Linked DNA regions of Mus musculus: all the other regions are linked to region 2. Evidence: chromatin contacts called from public HiChIP or PLAC-seq and promoter capture Hi-C data. All regions are on one chromosome and are shown on one strand. Each heading gives the region's core, a stretch centred on a gene start, on an enhancer-like site or on the middle of the called end of the contact. The rest is flanking DNA. Distances are from core to core; before and after follow the strand shown.

What was found. HiChIP or PLAC-seq counts read pairs in DNA pulled down with a chosen protein or histone mark. Capture Hi-C pulls out chosen DNA fragments and counts their contacts.
Region 1: a promoter capture Hi-C map of adipose tissue shows a contact between it and region 2. The contact joins the promoter of Ccdc57 here to the promoter of Sectm1b in region 2. A contact is called at or near these places in 8 of 39 promoter capture datasets (embryonic stem cells, hematopoietic stem and progenitor cells, liver and 2 more), 3 of 115 datasets of contacts at active chromatin or transcription factors (the SCID.adh cell line, embryonic stem cells and pancreatic cancer cells) and 3 of 9 other capture datasets (adipose tissue, liver and pancreatic islet).
Region 3: a contact with region 2 is called in an HNF4G HiChIP or PLAC-seq map of pancreatic cancer cells. The contact joins the promoter of Cybc1 here to the promoter of Sectm1b in region 2. A contact is called at or near these places in 1 of 39 promoter capture datasets (the SN4741 cell line), 1 of 115 datasets of contacts at active chromatin or transcription factors (pancreatic cancer cells) and 3 of 9 other capture datasets (adipose tissue, liver and pancreatic islet).

What each region holds. Positions count from the first base shown.
Region 1 is chr11:120,931,184-120,934,403 of GRCm38.p6, reverse strand. It overlaps Ccdc57 (coiled-coil domain containing 57), which reads left to right and starts at 1,532. Exons shown (of 19, transcript NM_027745.1): 1 at 1,532-1,688. A430102A20Rik (a long non-coding RNA gene) reads right to left here and starts at 1,540. Exons shown (of 3, transcript XR_880367.2): 1 at 1,313-1,540; 2 at 996-1,063; 3 at 392-848.
Region 2 is chr11:121,062,050-121,064,928 of GRCm38.p6, reverse strand. Sectm1b (secreted and transmembrane 1B) reads left to right here and starts at 1,360. Exons shown (of 5, transcript NM_026907.3): 1 at 1,360-1,412; 2 at 1,626-1,733.
Region 3 is chr11:121,227,874-121,230,799 of GRCm38.p6, reverse strand. It overlaps Cybc1 (cytochrome b 245 chaperone 1), which reads left to right and starts at 1,491. Exons shown (of 7, transcript NM_144832.2): 1 at 1,491-1,761; 2 at 2,330-2,472. The coding sequence starts at 2,388.

The DNA.
Region 1 (3,220 bases), core at 283-2,782, 130 kb after region 2:
CCCCGAGAAGTGGGAGTGGATGTTGGTCGTGGTGTGTGTGTTGCAGTTTTGTTAGTCGTTATGCTCAAAGTAGAAACAAGGAAAGAAATTAGATTCAGGAATCTCTATCCCACTCTCTCCCCCCATCCTTCTTTCTCTCCTATCTGGTGATGGTGGGGTGAAACAGGGGTGGGAAAAAGAACCACAAAGTAGCAAAGACCAACTACAGGAAGCTCCTGTGACAGAGTGAGGCAGAGACAAGGGGTGTGAACATACTTGTGGAATGGGGCTGACCCTTGGACCCCTCAATTAAGGCAAGGGTTTTACATTTGACAGCAAAGAACTGGCAGTTGAGGTTACCTCACTTTCTAATAGAACAGAAGGCCCCTAGAAGTTCAGGGGACTCCCTGGCTGAGAAGAAGGCTACAAAGACAAGCTGGTTGGGGGAAGGTTCAAACACCAAGCATTTGCTGTCAGGAAGTGGGGACAGCAAGTTGAGGGAAAGAGACTGACGGGTAGAGGAAGACGGCAGGATATAGGACAGGAAAGTAGGAATGACTAGACTTCTTGATACTGCCCTCCTGGAGGAGGGGATTCCCAGACACTCCCCATCCCCTAGGAATTATGCTGGTTTAGGTGTGTATGCCAGTTCCAGGACCAGGCCACAGTTTAACTTCTTCAGTATAAAGAGATAAGAATACCATTCTTTTTATTATTTGTGACTGTGTGAACGTGCAGACCATAACATATGGGGGATAGGGAAGACTCATGGGAATTGGTTCTCTCCTTCCATTCTGTGGGTCCCAGAGTGTGAATCAGGTCATCAGACTGACACATCCACAGAGCCATCTCCCTGGCCCTCAGATGACCTAAGGATTTAAAGAAAGACAAAGGCGAGCCTACAACGAATTCCTGGGGCTCATGCAGGCCCTTCCCAGCAACCAGCCCCATTCCATCCAACTCTTCTTAGTCCAGGACACGCTCCATGAAAGCTGGGGTCTTGGAGGATCATTCACCTTTTGATGCTTGGGGTTTCAGACCAAATCGTGGATGGACTTCTTGTGACTGCGCCTTACCCAGGGCTCTGAAAGAGGATCAACTTCTTCACTTAGCCCTCTCCGCCTGGCGACATGCCCTAGGTGCAACCTCCACCCACTCTTGCCATGTGCACCCTTGTTACAGTCTCATGTGCAGTCTACAAAGGGAAAACCTGAGTCCCAGAATAACTTCCCACCCACGACTTGCAGGTTCCATCCCTGAGCTCCCAGTCCCTCCGCCTACAGGCACCTCCTGCTAAGCTGAAGTTAGCCCTTTGGGACTCCAGAATGGGCACCTTGGGGACCCTCAGGACAGCTGGGGGAGGGCACAGGGCCCCGTAGGTGTAGGTCCTTGCTCACTGGCTCGCACTACTCAGGGAGTCTGCTAGGCCACGGAACCCCAAGCGTCTCTTCCTTCGGTACCAGCGCACAGGTCGGAACTCTTTTGTGTTGAGACTCCTGTTTCTGCCCGGCGGGATCGGAGCGCCGCTCAGGGTGCACCGGGACCAAGGTTACTGACTCCAGTCGCTATGGTAACGTGGCCCGCGCTGTAGGTTCGGGCGGGAGAGTGCTGGCGCTCGGAATCCTGGAGACCCGGGTCCCAGCTGGCGCAGCTCTAGGTCGCACGCGGGAGACGAAGCTAATTCCGCTGGGACCGTCCTGGCACACGCGGTGAGTGGACGGTCATCGCATCAGGTTCTTGCTCCCCTGTAGCTTTCTTTGACTCAGACTCCCAAACGCCTACCTCGTGATTAGCCACACGCGCTTCACAGCGCTTCAGTCCCTCACTGACTTCATTAGTCCATTATCTTGTAGACTACTTGTCATCCTGGCTTGGCCCGATATTTTACACAATTAAGTTACACATTTTAAACAAGAAAATGGCGCGCTCGTGCCTCCCAGAAGGCAAACGCCCCATTACTGGGGAATACTTTCGTCGCCAAGGTTTGAGTGGTTTAAGTGGTGGCTGCCAAGGGGCTAACATAAAGTTATTATTTTCTACTCGGCATGGTGGCACATGCTTTAAAATCCCAGGATTTGGGGGCAGAGGCAGGCGGATTTCTGTTATTTCGAGGCCGGCCTGGTCTGCATAGTTCCAGGACAGCCAGAGCTATGTAGAGACTCTGTCTTAAAATCTAAATAAATAACAAGGTTTCTGTTTTCTTTCCTTTTTTTTTTAAGATTTATTTATTTATTATATGTAAGTACACTGCAGCTGTCTTCAGACACATTAGAAGAGGGCATCAGATCCTACTACAGATGGTTGTGAGCCACTATGTGGTTGCTGGGATTTGAACTCAGGACCTTTAGAAGAGCAGTCGGGTGCTCTTACCCACTGAGCCATCTCACCAGCCCCCAGGTTTCTATTTTCTTATTGTAAATAATAAACACCATTTGGGGAGGTGCTTGACTGTGTAAAAGTCTTGCTTTTAACCATATTTTCAGCTACTAATTTTAGCATACGTCAGTGAAAGCTTCCTGATTTTTTTTTTTCTTTTGATTTCATGTTTTATTCTTGCTATGTTGGGTGCAGAAAAAGAATCACAAGTTAACTGAATCAAAGGCCATTCAGACCATTCGGACTGAAGTGGGATCCAGTTTCCAGCAGTCTTTATTTAGAATCGGCATCAGTGTAGGTTTCAATCACTGCTCTGGCAGCTGGGGCCCAGGGAGAGCTGCAGGAAACAAGAACAGGCTGTATTCTCCAGGGCTCCTGCCTGGGTACAGGTCGGTCCTCCCTGGGAATAGCAGGTGGAGGATAACAGCGACTCCAAGGGATGGGCTAGTCATGAAGAGATGGAGATCATTGATGTCCCCACAGGGAGGACCTCAGAGGTCACTGCCCTTCCACCTGTATCCTGGAATCTTTTATGAAACTGCTCCATGAGAACCAGGCAGGAATTTCATTGGCTTCAGGAATAGTCCAGTATAAGCCCACTGTCTTAGTCACTGTTCTGTTGCTATGAAGAGACGCCATGACCAAAGCAACTCTTATAAAAGAAAGCATTTAACTAGGGGCTGGTGTACAGCTTCAGAGGCTTAGTCCATTATCATCATGGCAGCAAGCATGGTACTTGGTAGCTGACAGCTACACCCTAATCTAGAGACAGGACAGACTGAGACAGCCTGGCGTGGGCTTCTGAAACCTCAAAGCCCACCCTAGTGACACACACTTCCTCCTATAAGGCCACACCTCCTAATCC
Region 2 (2,879 bases), core at 111-2,610:
AACCAGTGTAAAAAAAAAAAATTAAAAGCTGAGTATGATGTGCACAGTTATAATTCCAGCACTGAGGAGGTACCGCTCTCTCAGACTCACTGGCATACCTGGTGAAAGCCAGGCCAACAAAAGACCCTGCTTCAAAACTGTGAATAGTGCCTAAGGTAGGACACACACACACAAAGGGGAGGGGAGAAGATGGGAGGGAGGGGAAGAAGGAGGGAGGGGGAGAGAGGGGGAAGAGAGAGAGAGGGGGGAGAGAGGGAGAGAAAGAGAGAGAGAGAAATTAAAAATAGGATTAAGCCACAGAGGACAGAGGACAACAGGAAATAGATACCCAGCACTCCTAAATTCTCAGCAGATCCTGCTGAGGAAATTGAGAGTGACCTTGGAGCATAAATCTCTGAAAACTCTGTGGGTGAGACAGGAGATGTCACAACTTCTGATCAGAGAATGTGCAGAAGGTGACTCCTAGTGGAGCTAGGACACAAGCAGCTGTGTCTGCCAGTGAGACCACAGCAGGACTGTATACACACTGAGACCGTGTACACACCGGGGTGGGATTTTTGCACACAGACTCTCCAGAAGGCTAAGCTGCATCATCACCTGTAGACACTGACCTCAGAGTTGGAACTGTCACTGGGAAAGACTTGTAATGTTGTTGTCCCTGCCTTGTGGTTTCAAAACAAATCACCTAGTTTCACTTTCACGGTGAGTTTTCACTGAGACAACAAAGGTGTTTTAATGTTTGGGGTGAGACACGGAACCTTTAGCTGCCCTTCAAGATTCCTTACCACAGGACATCCTTGCCCCACCATCCCAAGGACCCCTACCTCCGGTCTGGTAGCCTAAGCCTTGCCGGAGGGATACTACAATCATGGGATCATGGTTATCTGATCCTCTCTCTAACGTTGGCACTAGGGATATCTGGGAACCCTGTGAATGTGGAGCCCATGCACTGTGTCCAGTGTGGGCACTAGGCTCCTGCCTTTCCCTGTGTGGTTGCCCAGAGTCTTCTTGCCTGTGATGTCCCATGCAGGGAGACAAGTCCCCCTAAATGAGCAGTCCCTGAGCCCTGAATCAAACACTGACCGCAGCCATGACTAGCCTAGGAAAAGCCTAGACTTTCTTCCCGTGCTCCTAAGGCAAGTAGCTAAAAGCCGCTTTCAATTAAAATGTTTTAATGAAGGAGTCACTCAGAAACTCATCACTGTTGTGTGGACTCAGGGTAGTTCCTGCAAATGACACTCTTTCCCGAAGTTTGTTTTCTTCCTGGATTAATGCAGTCCCTTGGGTATGAGAACGGGTGGTACTTGGACCGCCTCCTCCCTGACACGCCCTCAGGTCAGGATGAGCTCAGCAAGGGCTACACCAGAGTTCATTGCCAGAGAAGCAGGTAAGAAGCTGGAGCACACATGCAGGTGAGAACTGGAGGGGAGGTGGCACCCAGAGTGTTGGGGCTCTAAAGCATGTGGGGTGAGACCCTCAGGCAGGGTGTCCCTGGCTGCAGCCTCTCTGGGACCCTCTGTTTATTGGATGCCTGTGTCTCAGTGATTTGTCCAGAGTAAAGGTGAGGCTGAGGAGTGTCCAGGCACCCTGGACATCAGGAGCAGAGTGGATCTGTGTCTCTCCAGGTGCCTCCCACCAAGCTCCAGGAGGAGCAGGTGCAGCAGCTGGGTTCTTCGGTGTGAACTGAATGGGAAGAAGAGAACAGAGCATTCTTTCTTGTCATCTGATCATGAGTACGTAAGCCAGGGGGAGGGATTTGGTGCACACAGGTGAGCTGCAGTTGACACGGGTGAATTTCTGAGGCTGGTCACTCAGAGAATCAAGACTCTATGTTATGCTCAGTCAGTGACCTGTGTGGGTCCTGTTGTTTGGGTCTCATCTTAACATAAGTAGAAGCCAACGTCTGGCTGTGGGGTTGAAGGTTCTTCTTGTGACTTTCTTCTGCAAAATCCTTGAGGCTCCATGCATGCAACTCCCAGCTGAGCTGAAGGCCATTGTGTTGCATGGGATGGGGTCAGATCTGCTTCTATCTCCTTTGGGGCTCAGCACTCATAACTGGTGGACATAGGTCATGGCATCATTTCCATCAGGAGATCCAGCAAAGGCATTGGGAAGGGAGTGTCAGAAAGGTGACATACCATGTTGGCTGTGCCAGCTGAGTCCTGAAACAGAGATCTCCCCTAAGGAATCAAATAAAAATACAGGGAAGGGACTTAACCCACACAGTCCTTGGGCAAGAATGGCAACAAAGTCTGTCAACCCATCTTTAAGGTACTAACATGAGCTTTGGGCTTAAATAGAGGAGTGGGAAGGGTCTACATCGTTAAGAAGTCCTGGTCACAGCGTAGTCTGGTTGATCACTATCTCAGTTCTGATAGGGTGCTGCCAATAAGTCCTGGTTGAGGGATAATGGGGTTCCGAAAAGGTGGCTCCTCCTGCTGGGGTGACTGTGTTAAGGGATCTGTGAGAATGTTATTCTGACACCCTGGATCACTGCAAACTAAGAACAATGACTAGAGACTTTTCATGCATTTCGGGGGGATCTGGAACATGACACTACGAAAGCCAACAGATGCTTCAGAGACTCCCGTTCTTTGTCTCCTCAGCCATGAGGAGTTCATGGGCGTTAGACAAAGGCTCCTTGAGTAACTGCCATACTTATATGCAGAGCTGATCATGAGCTGGAGCCAAAAGAACACAGATGCAAGCAAGGTGGACACAGATTCAGCCTACTTCTGGTCATTCTGTTGACTTAAGTAAAGAGGTCCTGTTATAGCTGGGAAAAACCCAGAAGTTCCCAGGGCCTGAGAGACAAGGTGGCTGGGATCTGGGTCCACAGACAAAATAGAGGCCTGAAAGAGAAATAATGCCATCTTCTC
Region 3 (2,926 bases), core at 242-2,741, 170 kb before region 2:
TCGCAAGACAGATTGGGCCAGATCCCAGAGTTCCAGGCCAACCAGAAATACATGCACACACTCACACACGCACATCATACAGACAAGCAAAAACAACAAAAAACAGGGATCGAGAGTTGGCTCAATAGTAAAGAGTACTAGCTACTTTCCCAGAGGTCCTGAGGTTCAATTCCCAGCAACCACATGGTGGCTCACAACCATTTGCAATGGGATCTGATGCCCTCTTCTGGTGTGTCTGAAGACAGCTACAGTGTATTCCTATACATAAAATAAATAAGTAAATATTAGAGAGAGACTGCCTCATCCAGTTTTCTCAGTATATACTGTAACTATAAATTGACAAAACTTCAAGGGTCATGCTGTGTACTTTTATAAAGTCATTATAAAATTAGGAATCCCATAACAAGTAGATCTAAAGAGAACGGTAAAGTAATGGAAATCTCTGCTCCAGCATGCCGTCCTAGCACCCACAGATCATCGTAGGTATGTTGGAGGCAAACTACAAAATAGGAACATGTGATCCAGGTTTTACGTCACTAGTTATTGTGTGTTAGGTCTGAAAGAAACCGGGGACAAATGGCTAACTGAGGTGCCTATTGACCATCAAAGTAGATGATGGCCATGCTCTCAGCAAGTACCTGTTACAGAGTCCTGACTCCTCAGCTCTTGCCCACTACCCTAGACCTCTCTAACCCTGCCCAAGCCCCTGCCTTCCCTTCCCTTCCCTCCCCTCAACTCCCCTCCCCTTCCCTTCCCTTCCCTCCAACTTCTCTTTGCCTATAAAACCCAGACATCGTGACTACGTGCTGACATCTGACATCGTGACTACGTGCTGTCTGCCCTCTTGGTCTTTTGTCTCCATCTCGCCTCTCTTCATCTCTTACTCTGCCCCTCTCTCTTTCCTCTCATGGCTCTATTCTGCTGGACATGTTCAACCAGACGCTTCCATATGTGCTTTCCCTCACATTTACAATAAGAAACTCGTCAACAATACCTAGGAGTGGCCATGTCCCCACTTTCATTTATTGTGCATCTTTTGTTAGATTGACCTCGGGTAGTCAGATCATGTTTGCTATACCTTAGGCATCTGGTGAATATGACCTCTTATCATTTCCTGAAAATTACAGATCTAGCCAGGAGGCGGTGGCACACACCTTTAATCCCAGCATTCGGGAGGCAGAAGCATGAAGATCCCTCTGAGTTCCAGGCCAGCCAGAGCTACACAGAGAAACCTTGTCTGGAAAACCCAAAAAACCCCCCAAAAACAAACAAACAAAAAAACCCAATCCAGATCCACTCACTCCCCAGGCTTCTAAACCACGCCCATATCCTGCTTAACTAGGAAACCTCCTTGAGTGACATCTTTCTTGGTTGGCCAAGGGGCTAAATTCAGGTGCCCTACCTGTCCCTGTCCCCAGGAGTGTGAAGCACAAAGGCACAACCCCCGACTGCGTAATCACTCAGTCTCCACCCCTGGGAGGTTCCCACCCAGCTCTTATCCCGGAAGTCTGCGGAACAGAAGTCCGGAAGTTCGAGGGGCTGTTCTCTCCCACTCATTCTCCTACAAGTCCCTCGTTGTCCGCATAGGTGCGTGTCCTACAACTTTTCGGGTTCCGACCCGCCGAGCCCTGTGCGGGTCATCGCTTGCGGATCTGGACCAGGCGCAAGGCAAATTGAGGAAGCCGGGCGTGTGCACTCCGGAGGAGGAGCCAGCGTAACGGGCCGCTAGTGGAGCTTGTTGGTAACTGAAGCCAGAGGGAGGCAAGTTATGTGCCTAACTAGGATTCTTGAGGATGTAGGGTATGAAGCTTGATTGCCCCTGGGAATCCAAGGAGCCACTCAGAACTGGGGCCTTGGGTGTTAATCTCCAGACGTCCTGCCGCAGTGTCCCATTAATTCGGCGCATTTGGGCCATTGTTAGGTAGTCTGGCGTCAATAACAGGGATCTGACAGCTTATGAATGTAGAGACTCATACACGATGGTACTTTCACTTCCCGTTCTTGGTGGGAAGAGTTGTTTCTGGAAGATTCGGGTAAGGTGCCGGAAGCCTGAGTTGTGTGTGTGTGTGTCGGGGCGGGGGAGGGGGAGGGGGCTTACTAATGGAACAACTTAAAGATAAGAGTTCAGTCAAGAAAAGGGTTCACAAGACTGGGGGCTTGGAAGTGAGTTCAGACCAACACCAAATTTGTGAGCTGTGTAGCCCCGATGCCCATACATAATTGTGAGTTAAGTGGGCTCATAAGAGAAAGGTGTTCGGGGTCTGCTGTGGACCTTCCCCTGGCCTCCTGACTGGACTAATGAGGTGCTGCCTATGTGCACTGGTTGCAGGCTTCAGTTGTGTTTTTCCAAGCCTGGTCGGCTGTGCAGTAGAGCCCAGGTTCCAAGAATGTATATGCAGGTGGAGACACGCACCAGCACCCGCCTCCATCTGAAGAGGGCTCCAGGCATCCGGTCTTGGTCCCTGCTGGTCGGTAAGGCTTCCCACCCCCCACCCCACCCCCAATCTAAAAAGCGACGTAAACAGCTTCTTTGTGTTCTATTAGAGGTTCTCAATACAAGGCCTTGATAAAGCATGTTTCATTAACCCTCAGGGTGCCTTTTCTTTCAGATGGCATGCAGGACCGACCCCCTTGCATGCTAGGCACACTCTAACACTGAGATACCCTCCCTGCCTTGCAAGCTGGGCACACTTCTTTAACACTGAGATGCCCTCCCAGCCTATCTGCTTTTTATGAGGTCACTATAGTTTTCCTTCTGTGTGACAGGTGATCATGGGTTCCCATCTTTCCTCTTCCCTGGCTCAGACCTCTTCATAAGCGCACTTAGCCTCTTCCTCCATCGCTGCCTGTCAGAAGGCTCTTGTATCTCAGGGACAGGTGCACTTGTGTTGGCTGGGCTGTACAGTCTGAGGTGAGGCACTAGCTG